2 separate regions of the Macaca mulatta genome follow, and region 1 is linked to region 2. Evidence: chromatin contacts called from public Hi-C data. All regions are on one chromosome and are shown on one strand. Each heading gives the region's core, a stretch centred on a gene start, on an enhancer-like site or on the middle of the called end of the contact. The rest is flanking DNA. Distances are from core to core; before and after follow the strand shown. Region 1 holds the start of APMAP (adipocyte plasma membrane associated protein). Region 2 holds the start of ENTPD6 (ectonucleoside triphosphate diphosphohydrolase 6).

Region 1 (7,339 bases), core at 3,931-6,430, 210 kb after region 2:
CATTACTGAGAGCCAAAGAAACATTGAACTCTTACAAATATGCATAAGTTTTTTCAACCATCAGAAAAAAAGCAGGACAGGAATAATCAAAATGAAAATGATTACAGTTGACCCTAGAACAAAGTGGAGGTTGGGGGTGCCAACCCCTAGTCCAGCTGAAAATTCACGTATAACATTTGACTCCCCCAAAACTTAACTATGAATAGCCTACTGTTGGCCGGAAGCCTTACTGATAGCTGTAAACATTGGATTAACACATATTTTGTATGTCCTAGGTATTATATGCTGTATTCTTACAGTAAACTAGGCTAGAGAAAAGAAAATGCCATTAAAAATCATAAGGAAGATAAAATATTTTTACTATTCATGAAGGGGAAGTGGATCATCATGACGGTCTTCATCTTCATTGTCTTCACACTGAGTAGCCTGGGAGGAGGAGGAAGGGGAGGGGTTGTTGCTGTCTCAGGGGTGGCAGAGGCAGAAGAGGTGGAGGAGGTGGAAGGGGAGGCAGGTGTAACTTTTATTGAAAAAACATTCCTGTATGAGTGCACCTGCGTAGTTCAAACCCATGTTGTTCAAGGATCAAGTATAATAACTCTCAGGAGATGGTTTCTGGATATAATAAAACATGATTAATGAGTGATCTGTGCTAATCATGAAATGTCAGTGTTAAGATTCCAAAGGGAACAAAGGGACTGGCCATTCACTTTTCAACGACAGACAGGAATGTCCACGCCCATAGTGGAGGTGACTGCTGAACATCTTTCCTCCTGAGCACTTTTCCTGCCAAGTCTAGGTCAACCTTAAGAATCCTCCTCATAGGCAATTAGGGCAATTTTCCTGGCCAGCCTCTCTTCAATGCTCACCTCTGCTCCTCCCTGCTTCTCATGGGGTGACCATGCATTCAGTGAGCCTGTCCTGCCCTTCTGCCTACAACGGCGAGGCTGCTGTGTTGTTCCCATGGAATGGTCAATGGACCACGGGGTCTTGTCCTCTAACATGGATCATCAGCCTCACCAAAGTTGGGAACATCAGATTCTCAGTCCAGGAATCTAGACTTGGAGAAGGAGACCATAGTTAGTTGGTGTGGGATACTTGAAATGGGAGAGCCAGGGAGAGCTGGGCTTAGGCAATGTTTTTTTTTTTTTTTTTTTTTTTCTAACCATGGACATGTCCAGGCAGACAATGCTAGCCTGTTGGCCCTGAGGGGCAGTGCAAATTGCTCCCCTGACAGCTGCCTCAATGCATAAAGGACTGTTTCTCTCATGTGACAGGCAGCCCAGAGGTAGGTGGTTGCTGGCTCTGGTGAACAGCTCAGGGGCACCATTAAGGACCTAGGCTCTTCTGGGTGTGTTTTTTAGACATTAAGGTGTATTCCTGTGGTTTTAAGATGCTGCTGCTCCATGCTTAACTCTTGGGTTCCAGGCAGAAGAAGGGGCAGCGCTAGTCCCATTTGTCCCTTTTATCAGAAATGCAAAAACTTTCCTAAAGGTCAAAATAATCTCTATATTTCTGTTTTTATCTTGTGCCAAAATACTGCTTATGGCTGTGTTAGCTTTGACAGCTGGATGAGTAACACTGATCTTTTCCAGCTCTCCAGGGGAGGGCAGCAAAAGAGGAGAAGGGGCCAGCCCAGCAGCGTGTGCCATGTGAGCACGGAGGGGTGCAGAGACAGGACAGTGTGAGGCACCAGGAGGCAGAGGGTGACTCTGCCCCTGTGTTGCCAGGTCTTTGTTCCAGTCCCTGTGAGGCCTGGCTGTACTTTCTGAGTCTGAGTTCCATAAGGTATCCCCAAATCCTTCCAATGTATCCCTCCCTCATCCTCTGCCAGTTTTGGCGGATGTCTGTTTCCTGTAGCTGCATGATCTCTAAGGTGCTTTTCCTGCGGTGAACAAACTAGTCCACATTGCCTAACTTTACTGTCTCCACTGTCCCACCTGAATTAAAACCAGAGCTTCCCACCATGACAGAACAACTTCCCTTGCAACCCTTTTCCGAGTTGGCAGTGTCTTCTGTGCTCTCTTGGACTTATGGGCAAGAAGGGGATCAGCTACTTCCCACCCTGCTTTGCCCTTTTCAGACTATTCTTTCTTTGTTAAAAAATTTATTTTTATTTTCTGTTTTCGTGGGTACATAACAGGTGTATATATTTGTGGCTATTCTTTCTTGATCACTCAGTAACCCTGATGTCCATCCCGGATCATCGCCCCCTTGTTTAACAATCCCTGGGCACCACATTCTTCCCTCTTAGCCTGTTTCTTGTTCTTCTCTATCACCCTAATCCCCCAATTATAATCTTATTAATCTAAATCCTGGTGCAAATCCCCTTCCTCCAAGAAGCCATCTCTGGTCAGTCCCATCTAATGGCACTTGTTCCTCCTCGCAGCCCAAGGCATGCGGTGGCTCTTCTGCAGCAGTGCTTTATAGTGGTCTTCGTTACACTTCCTCTCTCCCCTCCTAGATGATAACGCCTGTGCAGGCCGGCTCACTGTATTTCACCCTTGTTTTGTCACCACACTTGGCACCTGGCAGCCTTTCAGGAGATCTCTGTGGAAGGAGTTGAAACAGTATGGGACTGGGAAAAAGCACTGGACTAGAAGTAGGATTTGCTTCTTGTTTGAACTGCCAGGCACACTGTGGGCTCCCTGCCAGCATCATGCGCTTCTTCTTCCATGCGGGCAGAGCCTGCTTTTGTTGAGATAAATGCCCTCCACGTGGGCCAGTGTTCCAATGGAAGTGAGCCTCATCCCCAATGCCAGGGTTGGGTGTGGGTTCTGGTTGGTCTAACCCAGTGCTTCTCAACCAAGGGCTGTTTTGTCCTCCAGGGGGTATCAGTCAATGTCTGGCAACATCTTTTATCATCACGACTAGGTGGGATATTACTGCCATCTAGTGGGGGGAGCCCAGGGATGCTGCTGAAACACCAGCGCAGAGGAGAGGCCGCCCTCCACCTCCTAACAAAGAATTATCTAGCCCAAAATATCAGTGGCGCTGAGAAACCTGATTAAATTAATCATGGTGGTCCCACTCCAATAACTGGCTTCAGTACGATGAGAAAGTCGGTCTGGTTGGCAGCTGGGTTGGAAGGTGGGGTGGGAGAACTGAGAACTGAAACAAATACAACAATCAAAGCAGGCTTCACCATCACTTGAAAACAGAAAAACTGTACTGAACCTGTGCTATGCAGCACAAATGATCTAGCTCAGACCACTGTAACACCAACTACCTACGTGCTTCATGATATGCCCATGAGCTGACCTCCTGGTAACTCCGAATGGACTTACATATCCCAGAGATAAGGTCGCTGGTTCCTCCAGTGACTCCCCTTGTTAACGGATTCTGACCAATCCCCAGCAAGACTATCTATGGACTAACTCCAGCCCCTAAACCCCACAAGGACTCTCCCATGACTCCCCCATTTTGAGGAGCCTCACAGGTCCTCTGGTGCATTTCTTTGCTGCAGCAAGTTCAGTAAACCCAACCTACTGCCATTATTTTTCTTATGAATGTGTCCCTGGGTGTTTGCAGTGCATGGGCTGTAACACTGGGCATGGAACACAAATAGCTCCAATGCAATGGGTTCAAATGTTACGGCTGGAGCGTGTTTAAAGTGCCTTGAAGACAAAGAGGAAGATGTTCTGCTTGGGAAACCGGGAGAAGAATTTTCAGCAAGGATACTTGAAGTGGGTCCTGAATGATAAAAATAATTGGCCAAGTGGAAGTGAAGAAGAGTGTATCACAGCAAGAAGGAACCTCAAGGACAAAGACAGCCAGGCATGAGATTAGACATGGTAAGTCATCCTGAGTGTCTGAAATGGGGGTTGCAGAGCAAGAGGGACAGTCCAGACAGGCAAGAAGGTGTCAGACCATACAGCACTTTGTTAACACTATCCCTGATTTAATGGCTGTACTGGCTATTCTCAATGACACAGAATGAAGTAAAATGTTGCCGAGACTTGAATTATTACCTGGGATCTCTGGAGAACTGGATTTGCACAGCTCTCCACTTCCCTCAGGCTGGTTCTTCAGCTCTTTGAATGAATAAATAAAAAACATTCACATGGAATTCTAGTGCCATCTAGCACTTAAAAAGGTAATGGCATGTTTCTATCAGGAATGCCTCCAAGAGGAAATTATTTCTGTTAGTAACACTGCATTTTGAACGTGGCTTTTCCAGACATGATTCCTCGTGCCACTGGTAACAGGCTTTGATTTCTTCTGCCTGGAAATCCTCCCTGTCACTTCCTCCAGATTCGATTTCTCTTTCAATCCCTTTGCCTGTCAAAGGCTCTCACAAGATCCAATTCTTCCCCTTTCAAGCAATTATTACGTTTGATAATTTTACATGTCTATTTTATGACGATGGTCTGATTGAAGTCATCTTTCCCACTAGCTTAATTTCCATAAGCTTAATTGCCTTGTCTGTGATTTGCCCACCATCATCTCCCAGCACCTGGGAACATTTCTGGTTCACTGCAATACTGTTGAAAGAACGATGCCACTCTATGCTTTCTTAAACTTTGTTAGTGATAATTTCTACTTCTACCTGGCCTTTGCTTAAGGGTAACCCTTAATACACTTTATCAAAACTTAATAAACTTTATCAAATGTCTGTTGTAACGGTCACAAAAAGATTTAATACTCAACATCTGGCCTTAACCAGAGGGAAACATTTTCTAGCCCGTTTTCCCCTTAACCGGATGAGTCGGGGAAGGACGTAATTTTCAGGCAGAGGTGACTTCGTTCCAAGGGTGTGAATGCATTATTTTTGACGCTGCCCGTAAGAGCAGGGTCGCTGACATTTCATAAACAGCGCCATCCTCTCTAACGATAAAAGTGGCCAACATCTCGGGCCAGCAATTCCCAAGTGCGTCATGAGCATTCCCGTCCTCAGAAACGTAAGACGAAGGCGGCATGCGCAGGGACTGAGCTAGGCGAGCCCAAGGTGGAACCACTCGTGTTCTGGGCTCCGGAGTCCGAGACGGGCGGGGACCTCAGGAGCTCCCGGTGCTCGCTTTGAGCGGTTTCCGAGCGCCGCTCCCGGGCGCTCAAAATTCGCCTCCGAGCGCCGAAGAGCGACGCGCTGAAGACCGCCCGCCCATGAGGCCGGAAGGGGCGGGACAACGCTGCGGATTGGTCCCTGGGCTCAACGTCATTTCCGCGCGCCAGGGAGGGCGGGCCTGCAGCGTGAGCCGTTGCTGCTCACTGCGGGGTGGTGGTTGCTGGGCAGGCTGGCGCTCTTACCATGAGCGAGGCGGACGGGCTGCGACAGCGCCGGCCTCTGCGGCCGCAGGTCGTCACGGACGATGATGGCCAGGCCCCGGAGGCTAAGGACGGCAGGTAGGCCGGACTCGCAGACCGGGCGCTGAAGCCGGGCCGCGAGGAGTAGAGGGTGATCCTCCTGGACAGCGGCGACGGCAGTAACAGTAACCTGGGGATGTGGTGCAGAGCGCCTTGTCCGAGCCCTCTCGTTTCATCCCCAAGAAAAACTCATTTTTCCGAGGAGGAAGCAGACTCCGACAAGGCGGATGTACCTGCCAGGTCTTTGAGGTTCGGGTGCACCCAGCGCCCAGTCGCGGCGTTATCCTCGGCTCTCCGGGACCCTAGACCGTCTCGCGCTGCTCCTGCGCCTTCCCTCCCCTCACTCCTGCCCCACCCTGCAGCGCGGTTGCTTCCTCGCCTTTCCCTCGCTCCCCTCGCGCTGTCATTCCTTTGGCTCATCTGATCCCCCTGGGGCACAGCTACCTGGCCAGTGTCTTGCGTCCTCCTGGTCCCCCGCTCGCACTTTCTCGAAGGGAGGAGGTCCCACGAGATGCTGGGGTCCTGCCTCGTTATCCGGCGAAGAGATGGCTTCTACACTTGCTCTTCTGCACCTGCCCCCTTCACGCTGTGTGACCAGTCCTCACCGCGGTTCTTGGAAAGAGTGGAGAACAGAAGTGACATTGTAGGCAATTTTTGTGAGAATTCAGCCTTGCAGTTTTTCCCGATAGGGATGGAGAAACATAGGAAACTGTAGTTGTTGACACCTCAGAAATACCAGGTTTTGTCCTTTAGCCTCCTCTGCCATCTTCTAGAATATAAGAATGCTATGTTTTGTTAGCTAAAAACTGAATCATGATCCGCAAATATAGATTTCAATGTAAGATACTTGAAATTCGCTTTTCAATTATGTGTCCTGAATTTCATAACTTTTAAGTTTCAGGGAGAATCAAGAGGCCCCACAGACCAAGCTTGAAGCTGTGGAACAGATTGACTTATATTTGATAGAAGTACTGGAAATATTTGTTCAGTAATGTGCCGAGAGGTGGTGGGGTACATATGAATGAGAGGCAGTTTTTGCCCCTGTAGACTGAGTTTATTGACTGATGATGAGAGGAACACATTTAAAGGAGAACGATGGCAGGGAGGAGCATTTAGGCTCTAGAGAAGCAATTTAGAGAGAAGACTTTGCGGTGATAGTTGACCTTGGGCCAGTGAAAAGATCGGGAAGATGCTCCCATATATCCTGACCAACCATCCTGGGTTGCCCTGGACTGGGGTTTCCAAGGATGTAGAACTTTAAGTGCTAAACCTGGGCAAACTGGGACAATTTGGTCACCCTACTTACTGTGAATTAATCATCTGTTGATGGTTGAGGAGCCATTTAGAATGGACATGCAAGAATTGGCAACACTTTCCTACGGAAATCTTGAAGACAAGCCATTTGTACCTGAGAAATGAAAGAGCAGTGGCCTGAGTTTGTCATTAGGTGCAGTGCGTTGAAAACCAGGGCATACAGCCCCTGAGAGCACTGGTTAGGTGGTCCCAACTCTCAAGTCTGCTGGCTCACACCTCTGGCCCCAGGGCAGAGCAGTAGACTTAATTGTTTTTTTCAGGTTCTCTGTGGGGATTTCTTTCATAATGACTAAGTAAATCTGATTCTAAAGTCATCTTTTACTGCTTGATCTTTTCCAGTGTGCCTTTTACATTTATGTTATTTCCTTGACTTCCCTGTCCATGAACATTGTTCCTGTTTCCCTGTGTTTGTCCTTGTTTGTTTATCCCTTTTCTGTATATTTGTAATGATCTCTTTCAAAGTGAGGTCTTGTCACCACCCTTCCTTTCTGCGGTTATTATTGTAATATGTAGCTGTTTTTCTTATTTTTCTTCTGCAGCTCTCCTATATTTTTCATTTCTTTTGTGGTCATTTCTAGTAGTTCATGTAATAGTATTCTTGATTACCTTAAAACTCAAGGGTTCAACATAAGCCAGGGAAGCCTGTGTATAGTGGGTGAAGTAAAGGAATCTAAATTCAGAAATAAAAATACGAAACTGTTAGAATAAACTTTAGCACTTTAGA
Region 2 (7,291 bases), core at 2,329-4,828:
GCCCTACTCTCTCAACGAAGGAGACAGATCATGCCTTACTAAGATTCTTCCTGCTGAAATGTGCTGGCGGAGCTCCTCCCTTGGGCTCCTGGCTGCTCTGCCATTTCCATAGCACATGACATGTACAGTTCTTCTTCCAGGCCCCTCTCAATCTGGTTAGACTCCAGGAGTAGGGACCAGCCCCCATCCCAGAACCTCCAACACCCAACACAAAACCAGAGCCCAGCAGCTGCTCAGCCAGCACTTGTTGAAGGGGGTCCACTGATGGCTCAGCAGTGTACTGAGGGGGAGAATGGGCAGTAGGAGGAAGATGCAGGCATCACAGATGCCACAGGACTGGGTGATGGCCATGAGCTGAAACAGGTCATCTGGGAAGGGACCGTTTGGCAGGAGGCAGCAGTGATCAGGTTTTCAACATGCTGAGTTTGATATGCCAGTGGGACATCAGTGGGAAACAGGACAGGCCTTATGAGAGGTGACAGGTTTGGGGTTGGTCCAGAAATAGGATGGACTCTATGAGAGGTGACAGGCTTGGGGCTGGGAATGATGCACATTAAGGCAACGTTAGCTGAGATTGGGAGAAGAGACATGGCACTAGGAATGTCCATTCCAAGGTAGCGCCTCTCATACCACAACAGTCTCCCTTCCTTAGTGGACTATAACCCAAAGTTTCAGGTTTCTAAGTAATCATCAAATGTTTAATTAAATTACAGTATTTATAGAGAAAGTTCTGAAACAGTCCAGGGATGAATAGTGGGGACAAAAAGCAATAGTAACACCCTACAACTGTGAATATGTTTAATAAAATCCTTTTCATGTAATCAAGTTTTTTTTTTTTTCTTTTTTGAGACAGAGTCTCACTCTCTCACCTAGGCTGGAGTGAAGTGGCACAATCTTGGCTTACCGCAACCTCCGCCTCCCAGGTTCAAGCAATTCTCCTGCCTCAGCCTCCCAAGTATCTGGGATTACAGGCACACGTCACCACACCTGGCTAATTTTTGTATTTTTAGTACAGACGGTGTTTCACCATGTTGGCCAGGCTGCTCTCAAACTCCTGACCTCAAATGATCTGCCCACCTCGGCCTCCCAAAGTGCTGGAATTACAGGTGTGAGACACCGCACCTGGCCCATAATCAAGTCTTATCATGTCCTTTGTTAGTCTAAGAACCATATTCTACATGATCAGATTCACAGGTGGTATATTAAATCTAGAGGCAAAGTTGCTAGTTATTTATTGTCTACCCATTTAAAATAACCCTTTATGTGCCATGTCCCGTGTCCAGTGCCCCACAAAGCCCACCTCACAGCCCTGGGTTTCCCTAAGACAGCACCAAGGCCCTGGGAATGTGTGTAAACGGACCTGTCTGAGATTGCAGTCAGTGTGTGGTGGAGCACACAAGAGTCCCCAGCTTCAGTCCCCAAATTGAACGTGCTTTATCACTTCACCTTCCCTGTAAGTACAAGACTACTTTAGATATCCAAAAAACACTCACATACATAGACATACCTTACATAGACATAATTACTGAAGTTACACACCAAGTTCAGGAAGACAAAAACAAGAGTCCAATTAGAACACAGTACTGAGAGAGCACAGAACCAGGAACAGCCTTGCTCATGCACAGGGGTGGGAAGAAGAGTTCTTACAATCATGTTCACCATACCCTCTCCCCAAGGAACAGGTCACCTCCATATCCCTGTGGCCCAGATCTTAACACCAATGTCATTCCACTAGATTAAAGTGTTGCCCATGGCTGAGACACCTGCAGGAGGGGCAATGGGGTTTCTGTGGGAACCACTAACACCACAGCGTGAATTTGTTGATCACGTTCTCCCTGACAGACTCACTGAGGAAAACAATGTCATCTCAGTCTGTTCTTTAAAGGAGAGAGAGGGTGGGATGAGGCTGTAAGGAAGGTAGCAGGTGGGGACCAAGGGGAGGCAGGGATAGGAAGTAGGGTGCACACAGGCAAACAGAGAGGTGTGGCTCCTGCCGAGGCCACCCTCCAGGCAGGAGTCAGAGAGGAGAATCTGAGGGTGGAGCAGTGTTGTCGAGGGTGGAGCAGTGTTGTCGGTGGTAGGAGCTGCCCTGTCCCCTGGTTGGCTTTCTAGGAGATGGGGATGGCAAGCCACCTCTTGGAAATACAGGCGCCATCTGATGTGGATTGATGGCTGCCTAATCTGTTGGCCAGTTTCTTCAGGTTTTCAGTTCCTGTACACGGAAGGGCCATGAATGCAAATGCCTGCCATGCACGCTGTATCCAAAAATAAAGCACATTAGAAACTTCCACTCATCCTCCTGGGAGGTTTCAATAGGTTTTTCTCTCCTTGGCAAAAACCGGTGCATGAAAGGCCCGTCAACACCACCTGCTGTTTCCTTTACACAGGAGGCGGTGGGAGGGGAGGCGCTTCCAGATCTCCTGACACAAAGGGCTGCCCATCTCCCTGGTCCTTTACCCGAAGCTTCAGGAGGCAGACACACACGCTAGCCAGTCACTCTCTCCAGGCCAAGGGGAGGGAGACAAAAAGCAATTTCGAGATTGGTACCGTGCTTGCCAGGTCCTTCAAAAATGACTACCCGCCGCCCATGGCTGTTGCACAGCGGGTGGGAGGAAGAGTCCTTGTAATCCACCTCTCCCCAGGAAGATTCCCCCCCGCAGGCTATGGCTGAATTCCCCGCATCCTGTGTGACGTGGGTGTGTGGCTTCGCGCAGGTAAGATTGGAATACAGGTGCCTGGAGGGACACCCAGAGCTGCCCAGGCACTTCCCGGTGGCTGGTTCCTTTGCACTTATAATAAAAACACCCTCCCATCTCTCCTTCCTCTTCCACGCTCTCCTGGCTGTTGAATGTTTTCCACTGAAGGAGTCTAGTCTGTCCACATCAGGGGCTCTCCCTCCCTCGGTCCGGGCATCCGCGGCTCACAGGTCAGCTCGGGCAGAACCGCCCTGACCACCTATGAGCTCCTCGGGACATCACCCCAATGCCGGGGTGAATCGTCCTTACACCCTCAGTCCTGTCCGAGCGGCCTGATCCTACCTGTTTCCCAGAAACTGCTACGCGAGGCTTCCCCGCCGGGCTCATCCAGGAGCGGAGGGGCCTGTTCCTGACGCAGACTGGGGGCGGGTCCGCAAAAGCTGGTTGAATGAATGAACGCAGCAGGGCTGGGGCCCCCTGGGGCTAGAGGCCCCTGCTATTTGGCCCGCCCTGTGGCCCAAAACACTGGACTTGCCCCCCACCGGTCAGCGGAGCCCAGACGTCCAGGGAGCCCTAATGAAGCCTGGACAGGAAGGCAGTAGGAGGTGGGAGCCGGGGTGCGAGTGACCCCGAGGCCGTCCTCCGGAGCGCAGCGCGCCCGCGTGGGGAGGCCCGCCTGCAGTCGGTGATCCCCGGCCGCCCCCGCCAGCGCCCCGGCCCGCCGCTTACCCTGCACCGCGCGCTCGGTCACACCCACGGAGACGAGTGCCCTTTTCCGGGGAGCAGGCGGCAGCCGGTCTTTCGGGCTCTCCAGCCCCGGCCGGCGCCACCCCAACCTCCACCAGCGGGATACGACCTCACGGTTCCCTAGGACCTGGGCTCCGCCCACATACACGTGGCGTCACAGGCTGGGCGGGGCGGGGCGGGCGCACCCAGCCGCGCAGGCGCAAGCGGGACAGGAGGCGGGAGTCACAGGGTCCCTGTTGCGCAGGCCCGGGCTGCGTTGTGGGGGAGGGGCCAGTTGCCCAGGCGCGGGCCGGGGGAACCCAGTTGCGCAGGCGCGGGCCGGGTCGGGGACCCAGCTGCGCAAGCGCGGCGGCCGAATTCTAATTCCGCGGGTGGCGTTGCGGTTTTCTCCAGTCCACAACCGGGCTGGCATCGGCCCAGAGGCAGGGCTCGGCAGTCTGGTTCCCCGAGCGTCTCAGGGCGGGACCTCGCCAGATTCAAGGGGTTTCCTTGGCCGGTTTCCTCACGGCGCGGCAGAGCTGACCCTCGTCGTGCCTGGCAGGGGGCAGCCTCACAGCCTGGACCGGCCTGTGCAATTTCCCCCATCCCTCCACGTCTACATTTTATTTTTTTCTTTTTCTTTTTTTAGGACAATGCATGATGGAAATGCAGCCACATCAGAGCAGGCAGGTTCATGAAATCCACTCCCCCCCTCCCACCCCCCATTTCTTGACCCCATTTTCTTTCTTTTTTTTTTTTTTTAGCAGGGTCTCACCCAGGCTGGAGTGCAGTGGCACGATCTCGGCTCACTGCAACCTCCACCTCCCGGGTTCAAGCGATTCTGTTGCCTCAACTGGGATTACAGGCGTGCGCCACCACGCCCGGCTAATTTTTGTATCTTTAGTAGAGACGAGGTTTCACCCTGTTGGCCAGGCTGGTCTTGAACTCCTGACCTAAAGTGATCCTCCTGCCTCGGCCTCCCAAAGTGCTGGGTCTGCAGGCATGAGCCACCGCACCCGGCCTTTGACCCCATTTTCTAATGTCTTCCTAGAAATCACCAAGGTTGCAACTCCTGACTGTCCTGGCTCGCAGGCCCCGGCTTACTTAGGGGCCCCAGGGTGGGGGCTGCCCACGTGCACACCTATGCTAGGCGCCCTCATTCCCGCAAGAGCCAGAGCCCCTTCCTGGCCCACAGCGTCTGGCCAAGGAGGTGTGGGTGCGCCCTAGCCAGGCCTGGCCCTAGAGGACGGCCCCACCTGCGCACTGGGGCATCTGGGAGAGATATTGGTGGAAGAAGCCCAGGTTCCTGAAGCACCAAGTGGACAAGAGTTTATTTTCAAGATGGGACGCTTTTGAGGGTGAATGAGTGCTAACTGTATGGGATGCCCAGACAGTACATAGACCAGGCCTGTCAGCCGGGCAATGCGGTCCCTGTTGGAAGGTCACCCACAAGCACCTGGTTGGACACTGCCACTGAGATTTGGTTATTACAGAGGTTAGCCTATGCGGGCCCTCACTGATGGACCTTGAAGTTTTTCCCAGTTGCTTGCAGTTAGGAATAATGCGACTGGATCCCATGGACTGTCTTTGTGCATGCATGTGGGTGTATCTGTCAGAAATATTCTTAGAGTTGGAATTGGCTGTACTGGGATATGGCCTTTAAAATAATATATTGGCTAAACATGGCTAAATTGCCCCCCTTAGACACTGTACTAATTTACACTCTGGCAAATAATGTGTAAGACCTTGGGTTTCCATATATCTTCACCAGTGCGGTCTTTCCACACTTTTGGATCTTTCCCCATCCAATAATGACCAAACTGTATCTCACAGTTTTAATTTGCACTTTTCCTAGTATTTTGAGATCCTGTTGTGAAACGGTGATGGCGCTGTTTCTGCCTGCTGCACTCACAATATGTGTTATCACTTCATTTCCTTTCACCATTTTTTACTCTTAGAGTTTCTAGAATTTGTGAAAGTAAAATCTTTTTGCTGGCATGGGCTTTTGTGTGTGTTATACACTGCTTGTAAAGGTCTTGCGCTAGATCTTCCCTTTGTAGATTCTTTCTCAATGTTTAATACTCAGCTCAAATGTTACCTCCTGAGACCATTTTATCTAGAATGCCTCCTCTAGTTATTCTCTATCACCCTTTATGTTATTTCCTTCATAGCACTCATCACACTGTAAGCACCCAACGGCTTCTTCTTGCCTGTCGCCCAGATAGAGCCAATTTTTCAAGACGGGAATTGTGATAAAGAGTTCAGTACACATAGAGCTGGCTAAATAGGAGATCAGAGGCTTCTTATTCCTCAAATCAGGCTCTCCTCAGATTCGGAGTTTAAGGAATTTTTGGGGGGCGGTTGTTTTTGAGACAGTGTCTTGCTTCATTGCTCTGGCTGGAGTGCAGTGGTGCAGTCTAGGCTCACTGCAACCTCCACCTTCTGTTCAAGTGATTCTCGTGCCTCAGCCTCACCAGTAGCTGGGATTACAAGTGCACGCCACAATGCCCAGCTAATTATTTGTGTTTTTAGTCAAGACGGGGTTTCACCATGTTGGCCAGGCTGGTCTTGAACTCCTGCTCTCAAGTGATTGCCCTCCTCGGCCTCCCAAAGTGCTAGGATTGTGCCAGTCTGGAGACTAGGGTTTTTAAAAGATAGTTGAGCAGTCAGGGGGCTAGGGAATGGTGAGTGCTGATTGGTTGGGTTAGGGATGAAATCATGAGGAGATGAAGCTTTTGTCTTGCTCTGGGTCAGTTCCTGGGTTGGGATCACAAGACCAGATGAGCCAGTTTACCAGTCTGTGCGGCTAGTCTATCACAATGCAGGGTCTGAAAAATACCTTGAACACCAATCTTATGTTTTATAATAGTAATATTATTTATTAGAGCAATTGGGGGAGTTAGGAATCTTGTGGCTTCGGGCTGCATGACTCCTAAGCCATAATTTTTTTTTTTTTTTTTTAGATGAAGTCTTGCTCTTGTCCCCCAGACTGGAGTGCAATGGTGCGATCTCAGCTCACTGCAACCTCCCCCTCCTGGGTTCAAGCAATTATCCTGCCTCAGCCTCCTGAGTAGCTGGGATTACAGGCACCTGCCACTATGCCCAGCTAATTTTTATATTTTTTAGTAGAGGCAGGGTTTCACCGTGTTGGCCAGGCTGGTCTTGAAATCCTGACCTCAGATGATCCGCCCAACTTGGCCTCCCAAAGTGCTGGGCTTACAGGTGTGAGCCACCATGCCTGGACCATAATTTTTAATCTTGTAGCTAATTTGTTAGTCTCACAAAGGTGGTCTGGTCCCCAAGCAAGAAGGAGGTTTGTTTCAGGGACGGGCTGTTATATTTGGTTTAAAGTGAAATTATAAACTAAATTTCTCCACAAATTTGTTTGGCCTATGCCTGGGAATGAACAAGGGCAGATTGGAGGTTAGAAGATGGAGTTGGATCAGGTCAGGTTTTTTTTCACTGTCGTAATTTTCCTATGTCATATTTTTCTTTTTTTTTTTTTTTTTTTTTTTTTTTTGAGACGGAGTCTCGCTGTGTCTCCCAGGCTGGAGTGCAGTGGCATGATCTCGGCTCACTGCAAGCTCCGCCTCCCGGGTTCACGCCATTCTCCCGCCTCAGCCTCCCAAGTAGCTGAGACTACAGGCGCCCGCCACCACGCCCGGCTAGTTTTTTGTATTTTTAGTAGAGACGGGGTTTCACCATGTTAGCCAGGATAGTCTCGATCTCCTGACCTCGTGATCCACCCGCCTCGGCCTCCCAAAGTGCTGGGATTACAGGCTTGAGCCACCGCGCCCGGCCTATGTCATATTTTTCTTATTGTCATAATTTTTGCAAAGACAACAGCCATCATTACTTATTTGCTGACT

The links. A called contact is a pair of places that touch in the nucleus more often than the background predicts.
Region 1: a Hi-C map of cortical neurons shows a contact between it and region 2, with 2.5 times the contacts expected there. The contact joins the promoter of APMAP here to the promoter of ENTPD6 in region 2. A contact is called at or near these places in 4 of 14 Hi-C or Micro-C datasets (cortical neurons, fetal cortex germinal zone, fibroblasts and 1 more).

What each region holds. Positions count from the first base shown.
Region 1 is chr10:59,159,897-59,167,235 of T2T-MMU8v2.0, forward strand. It overlaps APMAP (adipocyte plasma membrane associated protein), which reads left to right and starts at 5,181. Exons shown (of 9, transcript NM_001266050.1): 1 at 5,181-5,340. The coding sequence starts at 5,246.
Region 2 is chr10:58,951,456-58,958,746 of T2T-MMU8v2.0, forward strand. It overlaps ENTPD6 (ectonucleoside triphosphate diphosphohydrolase 6), which reads right to left and starts at 3,579. Exons shown (of 16, transcript XM_077951089.1): 1 at 3,426-3,579; 2 at 3,039-3,136; 3 at 1,361-1,451.